Regions from separate parts of the Drosophila melanogaster genome. Here region 1 is linked to region 2. A link is a contact called in public HiChIP or PLAC-seq data. All regions are on one chromosome and are shown on one strand. Each heading gives the region's core, a stretch centred on a gene start, on an enhancer-like site or on the middle of the called end of the contact. The rest is flanking DNA. Distances are from core to core; before and after follow the strand shown.

The links. HiChIP or PLAC-seq counts read pairs in DNA pulled down with a chosen protein or histone mark.
Region 1: an H3K27ac HiChIP or PLAC-seq map of the Kc167 cell line shows a contact between it and region 2, with 5 times the contacts expected there. The contact joins the promoter of z here to the promoter of mRpL14 in region 2. A contact is called at or near these places in 31 of 107 Hi-C or Micro-C datasets (the D17-c3 cell line, the Kc167 cell line, the ML-DmBG3-c2 cell line and 10 more) and 2 of 6 datasets of contacts at active chromatin or transcription factors (both in the Kc167 cell line).

What each region holds. Positions count from the first base shown.
Region 1 is chrX:2,443,763-2,449,238 of dm6, reverse strand. It overlaps z (zeste), which reads right to left and starts at 1,470. Exons shown (of 3, transcript NM_080312.2): 1 at 575-1,470; 2 at 1-453. The coding sequence starts at 942. It overlaps boi (brother of ihog), which reads left to right. Exons shown (of 9, transcript NM_166940.3): 6 at 1,642-2,349; 7 at 2,415-2,597; 8 at 2,662-2,828; 9 at 3,646-5,072. The coding sequence ends at 4,188. It overlaps tko (technical knockout), which reads left to right and starts at 5,263. Exons shown (of 2, transcript NM_080311.3): 1 at 5,263-5,476. The coding sequence starts at 5,454.
Region 2 is chrX:2,341,102-2,346,017 of dm6, reverse strand. It overlaps mRpL14 (mitochondrial ribosomal protein L14), which reads left to right and starts at 1,369. Exons shown (of 1, transcript NM_080309.4): 1 at 1,369-2,021. The coding sequence starts at 1,483. The coding sequence ends at 1,968. It overlaps Raf (Raf oncogene), which reads right to left. Exons shown (of 7, transcript NM_001103397.3): 4 at 3,879-4,840; 5 at 3,674-3,814; 6 at 3,232-3,605; 7 at 2,148-3,166. The coding sequence ends at 2,587. It overlaps CG2841, which reads left to right. Exons shown (of 4, transcript NM_001258559.2): 4 at 1-1,069. The coding sequence ends at 484.

The DNA of each region.
Region 1 (5,476 bases), core at 221-2,720, 100 kb before region 2:
GCACTGATCTGGTCCACGTTTATCTGGTGGGTGTTGATCATGGTGGCATTGGCCGCCGCCGCCGCAGCCACCGCGTTCACCTGTTGCATCTTCTGCATCTCGGCGGCGGCGGATTGCACTTGGGCCTGAGCTTGGGCTTGGGCTTGGGCTTGGGCCTGAGCCTCCTGCTGCTGTTGCTGCTGCTGCTCCATTGGGTCCTCGTCAATCTCGCTCACATCGTTGGCATCCATCTCGATCTCGTCGAATGTGTCCGCCTGTGGATTGTGCTCGGAGGCATCGGGACTAATCTGGTACTCGGGTTCCACCTTAACGCTGTCATGCTGCTGGTGATGCTGTTGCTGCTGCTGTTGTGGCACCGCCGACGCAACGGACACGGATACGGAGCTGATTTTGGCGCTACCAGAGCTGAGATTTGAGGAGCTGCCATCCCTGTACGGATACTGTTTGCGGAGTCTAAACAGAAAATCACAAATAACAAGATAGGGAGTTAAAAGCTAGATTTTGCTGAGGTGGGAATTGTGGAACCTGGACCACTCTAGCAACATTTTCCAACCACATAAACACTATTTCGCACCTGGAGTTTAGCCAGAATTTCTGGATCTGCTTGATATTCCGCATGGCGCTCACATGCGGGTGCGAGTTGAAGTCCTTGACGATCTTGTCCCATGTTTCTCGGACGGAGTACTTGTTGCGCTGCTTCTTGCGATGCTTGATATCGATGACCTCCTCGTGCAAATGGAACAGGGTGTACAGGACCTCCTTTTCCTCGGCGGTGAAGCGCGGGGTGAGCGGCAGCTGGTTTTTGGCGGACGAGTTGCCTCCGTTGGTGACCGCCACTGTGCCACTCCCCGTGGAGCTTTGGCCAGCATTGCCGCCTCCATCCGAACCAGCACCACCGCCGCCGCTTCCGCCAGCACCGCCCCCTTCACCCTGCGCCGACATTTGAGTTTGTTTTGAGTTTTTCACTTGAGTTTGAGTCCTTGCTTCTTCTTCGCTGTATACACTTATACACACACAGTAGTGGCTGGCACACACACACGCACACACAGACGCAGCAGCGCGCGCGCCCGTGTGTTAGTGTGCGTCAGTCACCGTCTTGGTACCCCTTGCACCCGACATGCAGCCACCAATTCTATATTGCACTTGACTTGGCTCGCGTTGGTTTACATAAAGAAATAAAAAAGTTTTTGGACGCCCGAGAGTCGCCGCTCAATAAATAAATCGCTTACACGCACACATTTTCACTCGAATATCAGAGCTGGTAAACACTTACGATATGCGAGAGTTGGTATCGATGCCGTAGTGTCGATACCAATCGATATCATGTGTACTCTAAATTCTGCATCACTAATCTATCGATAATGTTGGTCTTTTACACGTTTAATTTTAACAAGTTAACTTCTGCAGCATTTTTAACAATTTACATTTTTGTATCTATAAATTTATTGTTCCGTCAGTTGCTTAGTGTTCATGAGCTTTCTGAATAGCAATTATCCGATCTTATTCCTTATCATCGATTTTATATGAAAATGTACATCGATGATCTGGTCTGGCAACGCCAGATATTCAAATGTTCAGAATTGTAAATAATAACATCAAGACAATTAATTAAAATAAACCTAATAAAAACGCTTGTTACAGCGAGCATGGTGCCTCCGTCACGACCCAATGTCACCCGTCTGTCGGACGAGTCCGTGATGCTGCGCTGGAGTGTGCCACAAAACTCTGGACTCCAGATCACCTTTTTCAAGGTGCAGTATCGCATGTTGGGCGACGGAAAAAATCGGAGGAAGAACTGGCAGACGACCAGCGACAATATCCCGTACGGAAACGCGCACGGATCCGGGCCTGGCCAGGGGAACAGTCACTGGCGGGCGCGGAACCGGGACAGGGAGTATGAAATGGGCAATCCGCCCAAGAACTTCACCTCCTCCGTTACGGGACTGACCGCCGGCAAGTACTACCGCTTCCGGATCGTGGCGGTGTACTCCAATAACGACAACAAGGAGGGCAACACCTCCCTCAAGTTCTTCCTGCAGAATGGAACGTCCAAGTCGAATCTGCCAGTGCCGGAACTACGCGAGGTGGAGACGCTTTCCGAGTCGGCCGTGGTGCTCCATTGGTCCCTGGTATCCTCGACTCAAAATGAGGATATAGACGGGTACTATGCCTACTATAGGCCAGCGGACTCAGCAGCGGAGTATTTGAAGGCCACGGTGGATGGCGGAATGAGCAGGAGCTTCAAGATAGACCTCCTTCGTCCAGGAACCCCTTATGAGTTCAAATTGCAATCGTTCAACTCCGACGCAGCCTCTGAATTCAGTGCTATTCGGCAAGCGAGGACCAGAAGTGAGTGCAGCTCAGGTTGGGCTATGATGGCCTTAAAATATGTTTTAACTTGTGTTCCTTCTTAGAAACGCACGAGCAACCGGCTTCATCTTCGGCCACGCCAGTGCCAGCCAATAAGGCAGTGGAACAGCACCAGAACTCCTTATATCCACTGATCGCAGGTGCCGCTGGCGGAGGCATACTACTCCTCATCGCCTCATTGGTGGTCTGCCTTTGCCTAAAGAGACGGGAAAACTCTCAGCCGGAGGGTAAGTCCAGCTTAATGGAGTGGAATATTCTCATGCTTATCAAATTAAATCTCTGCATACACAGATGAGAACAAACCGCAATTGGAACACATTCAAGCGGACTTTGTTACCTCCGCCGTCCTGGGAGTTGGTGGCCACCACAAAAGTGGCGATGTAAGGCGCCTCAACGGAGTGATTCCGAGGATGAATATTACGCCCAATCCGCTGGCCCAGGAAACGGCATCCGATAAGGTAAACCATGAACTTCCGGGTCTAAACTCGAGCTCAATTTTCACACAGCTTCATCCAAAACTTTTCGCTGGTTGGTTGGTCAAAATTCAAATTCAAATTGTAAACACCCCTTCGAACGTGGTATCTCTGTCTCGCTTGCCCTCTCTCTTGCTGTCTCTGTCACTTTCGCTTGGTAACTCTGCCAAATCTCGTCGAGATTCGCCCGCAAATTGAGAGTCCAATGTTCCAGAACCGCAACGTGATGGAGCTGCGTTTCCTGCCGCCGCTGGCGAATGGAAATGGAAATGGCAACTGCATGGCCAGAGATCTAGCCCTGGAGCGGTCGAACGCGGAAGAGCAGCAGGATGAGGACGGACACGAAGATGAAAAGGGGCTACCGGCGGTTGCCTCGTCCTCCTGCGAAACGCTGGAGGCCTGCGACGCTGCAATTAAACTGAATCTCCCTCAGAAACACGACCAGGAGCAGCTGGATGCTCCGAACGCGGTGCTGGAGGCGCCCAGCAAGCCGCTACCTCCGCTGCCCAAGAAACCAGCAAACGGCGCTGGCCAAGTAAGCCTGCAATTGAGATCGAAAACAATAGCACACGGGCGCATACCAACCGATACAAACAAACACTGTATACCAATTTTGACAACATCATCTTGCTGACAGTCTGTGCATACAACTCCCATGTGCTATTGCTTTTCCGCCTCCGCAATCAGGATAAGCCAACCCCCAGCCGATATTGTTTTGTCAACATTGTCATTCATTCACTCATGAAATAACGATTCGCCTAGTGCCCTATCCTGCTAATTTATGTCTCCTAATGTTCCACAGAACAACTCTGGACTGCATCAGAATGGCCTTCACCACGCACAGCCGTACCATCCGCCTGGCACGCCCACTCTGATGCACAAGCGACTGGACTACCACCAGCAGCCGCCGCCGGTGCCTCCGCACTCGGCCTATTACCAACAGGCACCCACGCACCAGCCGTCGCCGATGATGGAGCGCAGTGTCAGGGGTCACCAGCAGCCCGGGGGCTTTCATATGGAGGAGGGCACACCCACGCCGACCAGGATACCATCCCTGCGGCGACAGCGACGCACCTCGGGCAACCAGCAGGTGCACAACAGCCACAGCAATCTCAATATTGGCCTGAGCCACCACAACAACAACAACAACAACCTGCCGCCGCACCACCAGCATCTGCACCACCACCCCGGCCATCCGGGTGGCCTGGTGGGCATACCCATCGTGCCAGGGAGCCCTAGGGTCCAGAGATCGCCGATGCCGAGCAGGGCGATGATCAAGAGGACGCGCCTGGGCAGCCACACGGACAACATATCGTCGGGCAGTCTGAACAGTATTGAGGTGTGATGGCTCGCAGAGGAGGCAACTAACTAGTGGACTAGTGGGCGGAGCAGCACAACGAGGAGAAATATACCTAAGCGGCAAGCGAAAGTGGTTCCCCAAAAACAGACAGTTTCAAGTAGACTTAAGGATCCGAAACTAGATGTGTATTATTGAGATAATCGTAGGACAGGTCGGCAGAGCAGCTCGAAACCCTCGAATATTAGCTTTAAGGCACCCGGTACTGTTTAGTTTTCCAAAAAACCAATTAATTTGGCCAATCATTAAGCTTAGAACTAGGGAATTTGCCATTAACAGAAGTTTCTGTCGTTTCAAATGCTCGAGTAACTTTGTGCTAAAACACTAGTAATCAAGTTTTGTTTTCATTTTGAGCTCATTAAAATGTATTTCGAGCAGAACGTTTAATTAAAAGAAAAAAACAGCTAAGCAGCTAAGTCGTTAAACGTTAATGCTGCTTCGTTTTGTTTTAGTTAAATATTGAATTTGAAAATATACAAACTTTAGTATAAGGAATTGGTAATGTAAGACTTTTTTCGTTGCTGCCGGCCAGATAGTCAGTAGAATTACTAATGTTAAGTTTTTTTTTTTATTATTGATAGAACTATTTCGGGGGCCAAATTTTATCTCGAATAAGCCCTGTAGCATAGCGTTATTTATTTATTGCAGTGTAAACGTCAGGCGTCAGCAACTCAAATTGATTAGTTCAATTAACAAGCAACCTAATGTACGTTTAAGTCAAACCAACTATATAGCATTAAGTTAATACATTTCTAGATGTGACTAATACACAAAACCCAAGAGAGAAGCATCCTAAACTCGATTTAAGCTCATAGGCGGCAGTTTTAAACGAATATGCGAGTCCTGAAATTAAAAAGTGAATCTTTAAACATATTTTTTAACGTATTTTTGTTTTAATGATGGGAAATTTAAGTGCTGTCATTCAAAATACTGGGATTTTCATATTCTTAAATACCATTTTTAAAAATCCCGCCTTCATCTGGCAACTCTCACTGGCGGATGCACCCACCATGTTTTAGCGAGTGCACCTACCATACGTGACTGCCATGCGTGACTATCGACACCTGTGCCAGCTCTAGGACAGCAACAGCTGATTGTCACATTAGAATTGAATTGGAATTAGATTATTAAATATTTTAGCGCTTTTATAACACAAAAGGCCGACTAAATAGCTTCCGAGCAAGCGCCACCAATCCGAGCGACGGCTGGTACTACAAACTGAACAAAAAACTACTGAACAAAACTCCAAGAGCATGAATTTTCTGCGGCAATCCTT
Region 2 (4,916 bases), core at 120-2,619:
CCCTGTTTCCAGTTTGGAGAGGAACAGACCAGTGGAAGCCAATCCTGCACCAGCGCCCTTTGGCCAGAGTACTCTACGCCGCACAGGCTTCAAGGAACGTATGTTGGCCAAGGAGCAGCAGGAACAGGAGCAGGCCTTGAGAATAAGGGTGTCCGTGAACGAAAGCATTCCTTCTTCAGCTACCGCGCCCAAGTCCCCGCCAGAAAGCAAACCAGCACCGCCGTCAATAAGTGGCTACGTCGCTCTGAAGTCCACCAAAGTGGAGGTAAAGCTCCAGGAGCCAGAAACTAAGCCGGTGAGCCTGCAGGTCAAACTCAAGCCCACTGTCCAGCCAGCGACCACACCCTCCCCTCCGCCGCCGCCTCCGGCACTGCAGCCCGTGAAAACCAACGGCGGACGCAGTGGTCCCACCGCGCCTGATCCGCGCTCCCAACTGTTGGACGCGATACGGAACTTCAAACGCGAGGACCTCAACCGATCCTAAGTTTTTGAAAGTGAACTGAGGAGAGTCGGGCAAAAATTATTGAAGCAGCGCACAAGTTATATATTTTTTAAACCGTTAACAATACATTTTGTGTTGAGTTTGTATATAATTTCGATAAAGCCAAGATTTAGTAAAACTTATTTTCACCTCATCCCCGTGCTTTTAAAGTGCCCCCCCCCCCCACATTTTTTTAACTAATCTTAGTTTTTGTTATGAACTATGTAGTTTTTTAAAAGTTTGTTTTAGTCATTAGGTCACAAGAGAACCCAAAAAATTAACAAGAAAACGAAAAGCGCAAAATTTATCTATATAAATATATATCTATATATATATATGTATGTTATTATGCCGATATAATATTTCTTACGTCATAGTGAAATATAGTAACCAATTTTCTAACCAATGGGACTGGTCTACTTAGTCGTGTCAAATAAATAAAAGCAAACGGTAGCGAAACAAACTAGCCCAATACCGAGAGTTACTAATGCTAATAAATTATTTTTAAACAACTGCAGTTAATGCGCTGATGTGTATATATATATATGGCATTGTATTAAACTGAATAAAATAAAAAAATAAAAACAGAAGTTAAATGTGTGTTTCTTTGTACCTCGCACTTGGATGTTTAAAAAGTGAGGGTGACGAGAATAACGGTTGGTTTTGCTAATGACTGTGATCGTTGTTGAAAGACGATCGACTGACCTGAATTATTCTCAACAAGCCAATTTTCAATTAAAAAACGAAACGAGGAATAATTTGAATTAAAATAAAACTTGCCTTTTAACAGTACTGTTCAAATAGTCCGCTCTTAACAGCTGCTTGCTCTGTTAGGTCGTAACATCGATAACTGCGCTGTAGCTAAATCATATGGTATTTTCGCCGCGATGTGGCAACGCTGTCGTACGATTAAAAGGAATTGTATAATTTATTTTTGTTGTGCGTTTCCCTTGAGTTTAATGAATTAAATAAAATAGGAACTACAATAATACCTGCGAATAATGGCGCTGCGCATCCTGAAAACAGTTAGACAAGTGGCCCAACCACTGGCGGTAACCCTGGGCGGCCAGCAAACACAGCAATTGATTCACACAACGCCGGCGTGCTGCGAAATCCGGAAATTGGCCCGGTTACGGGTGGTGGACAACAGCGATTTGGGAAAGAAAGCGATGGCCGAGGGGCGACCACCGAGGTGCATCCATGTCTACAACAAACGCGGAGTCGGCTTCATTGGCGATAAGGTGCTGGTGGCCATCAAGGGACAGATGAAGAAGGGCATTCTCGTGGGACTCAAGCAGAACCAGAAGCCCAAACAGCCGAAATTCGATAGCAACAACCTGGTGCTCATCGACGACAATGGCAGTCCGCTGGGCACTCGCATCCATGTGCCCATTCCCACGATCCTGCGAACCATCCTCAAGGAGAAGACGCTGGCCAAAGGAGCCGATTACACCAAGGTTCTGGCCATCGCCAGCAGATATGTTTAGGATCCTCCGGATCACGCCTTTCTGTTGCTAAATGAATAAAGTTTATCCAACTGAATGAGTGGTGTTTCTAATTGAATATACGGCTGGGTGGTTCCATACTTAAAAATTCCTAGAACCTTGTGTGTAAACATAAACCAAGAAGTAGTTAATGACAATGAATAACAAATAATACCTGAATTAAATGTTCTTCATCGTGCTCGACTCCAGAAACAACACCATCTCTTGTAGTATAAGTATAATGTGTATAATGTAATTGCGATCAGCTAGTTTAGTTTAGTTTAGTTTAGTTTCAGTAGTCTTGCCTAACGTATATAAGTTATGATGCAGTTATGTACACATGGGCGTTGCAGTTTAGTTTACAGTTTGTAGTCGTTTTGTGTGTGGTAACAGAAATGCACTTTGTCAGTTCCAAGGAAAGAAGCAAGTTTCGCTCCCGGGTCGGCAGGCAACCCATCTCTCTCTCTTTCTCTCTCTCTCTCTCTCTTTCACTTTGGTGGACAACCAAAGCCGTCCCCTTCGCGAATCGCTTATGTACAGAGGGACAAGAACAAAAAGTATATAGATGTAGGATCACGTTGATCACGCAGGATATATGTAAGTACAGGTACAGGTCGCTGTCTAGATATTCCCAGCGCTGCCGAAGAACTGAAAGTTGTTGAAGTTCACCGGCGTTTTCGGGCTGGGCAGATACAGAAACTCATCGTTCTGCAGCTGCGATTGCGTCAAGTTTGGTTCACTGGCACTGCGATGAATTTTGGGCAAAGTGCGCAGCATGTTCTCCAGCATATTGAGCAGCGGCCTAAAGAGCGGTCGATCCTTGGGGGTATACTTAATGCAATCCTCGGCCAAGCGCTTCAATGCCTGCGGCGCATCCGAGCGCACTTGACTCATGTCCGGACGCAGAAGTCCTCGCCCCACCATAAACAGGATCTGATCCTTGTTGCTAATATGACCGTAGGGCAAGCACTCCGCCAACAGTTCGTACATCACGATACCAAAGGCATAAACGTCCGACTGGAAGGAGTAGGGGTTTAGCTCCTGCATGCGAATCACCTCTGGAGCCATCCATAAAATACTGCCCGTGGGTTGATTGGCTTGCTTTTCACCCGACCATCGAGTTTTCGCAGTGGCCAATCCGAAGTCGCCTATCTTCACGGAAAGATCCTCGTGCAAAAAGATGTTGTTTGACTTGAGGTCTCTAAAAGAGAGAAATGAAAATATAATTATTAACCGATTACAACTGATGACCATACGGAAACCCACCTATGAATGATATTCTTGGCATGCAGGTAATCCATGCCCTGGGCCACCTGACGTCCGATATCGATGAGCGTGTTCAATTTAAACTTGGTTTCGCTGACATGGACGTGCTTGTAGAGACTGCTGCCCTCGCACCACTGGGTCACAATCGCTAGAGATGGTTTGGATACACAGCCCATGAAGAGGAGGATATTGCAGTGGCGCGTCTTTTTCAGCATGGCCACCTCGTTCTTAAACGCCTGCAACTGGGCGGGACTCGGTGTCTTCACGTTGAGTGTCTTTACGGCCACGGGACCGTGCCAATGGGCGCGATAAACGGTTCCAAAGGAACCCGATCCGATGCGCGGCCCAATTAAAATCTCCTCCGCCAGAATATTCTGCAGGAATATAACATTTTTTGATTATTTTAAATACGTGAGTGACCGCACAAGTAATCTTAGCTTACCCAGTTTTCCTCGGAACTTTTGGCGTCTCTTAAAAGCAGATTTTTATTGCTCTCATCGGCGGACCTGGCCCTGGGACGATTGTGTTTCAAGGTGCTCGTGGGCGACGCTTGCGTGGAGTTGGAGTGATCTGTGCACGGATGCTGTAAGAAATCCATACATATGTTAAGCCACAAAATTATATGAACAGCAAATATTTAGACTCACCGGCAAAGGAGGTCTGGCCTGCATTATCAAACTGCGCTGCACTTCGCTTGTGACCGATCGAATGTTGTTGATGCACACATTTGGCGCGGAATTGGATCGATCGTCTTGGCTGATCCTCGGCGGACGACCCTGTCGATGATTGCCGGAGGATGAAGATGGTGGCTTCGAGCTGCTGCTGCTGCCACTGCTGCTGCAACGACGACTGCGACTCCGGCTGCTCATATTGAAGCGGACAGCAGTGCCTCTGCCGGGGAAACCAACGCCATTATCCGGATTCTCGGCCAGCAGTAGCTGATAGTAGCTATCCATGGGAAAGGGCTGGCACAGCATCGGCACTCTATTGGCACACCTCTGATGGAATCGAAAATTACACTGGCTACAGTAGAACCCGGTGAACAGAAGCCTTCGACAGCCCTCGCAGAATACCAACGAGAAGAAGGTCTTCCGTATGATCTGGTGCTTGATGTGTGTCCTAATGGGAAACTTATCCAGCAGCCTGACAAAGATCTCCTCCACATGCAGAGTGCCGATATCCGTGTGCCAGGGTATGATATGTCTTCCGGAATGAGTTGTGCTTACTTCGCACATATCCGGCGTTAGTTGCCGGAGTTTCAGGGCCTTCATGAGGGCATCACATAGTCGTACTCCCGAAATTACCTCCACTGAAGTGCGCTGTTGATTGGGCAGGTGGGCTCGCAAAAGGATCTTGGGCTGACGGGTCAAAGTTCCACATTGGCTGCCCGGCTGAGAGCCCAAGCTATCGGTTAGATCGTTGCCGTGGTGCACTCGCGCCAATTGCCGTTGTTGCTGCAGGATTTGAGTTTGATTTTGATAGTGGGGCTGCTCCTTGAACCGCTCGACCAAGGAGGAGTCCTCCTGCTGGTCCTGCGAGTTCAGTCGCTCCATTAGTTCCTGCTCCTTGGCCTCCAGTTCGTGGAGCTTGGAGGTCAACTCCTGGTATTCTGTGGGCAAGAACCAAAGTCGTGAGATACATACATACACATATGTCGGGTATTTTATAAATAGCTTGGAGGTGGG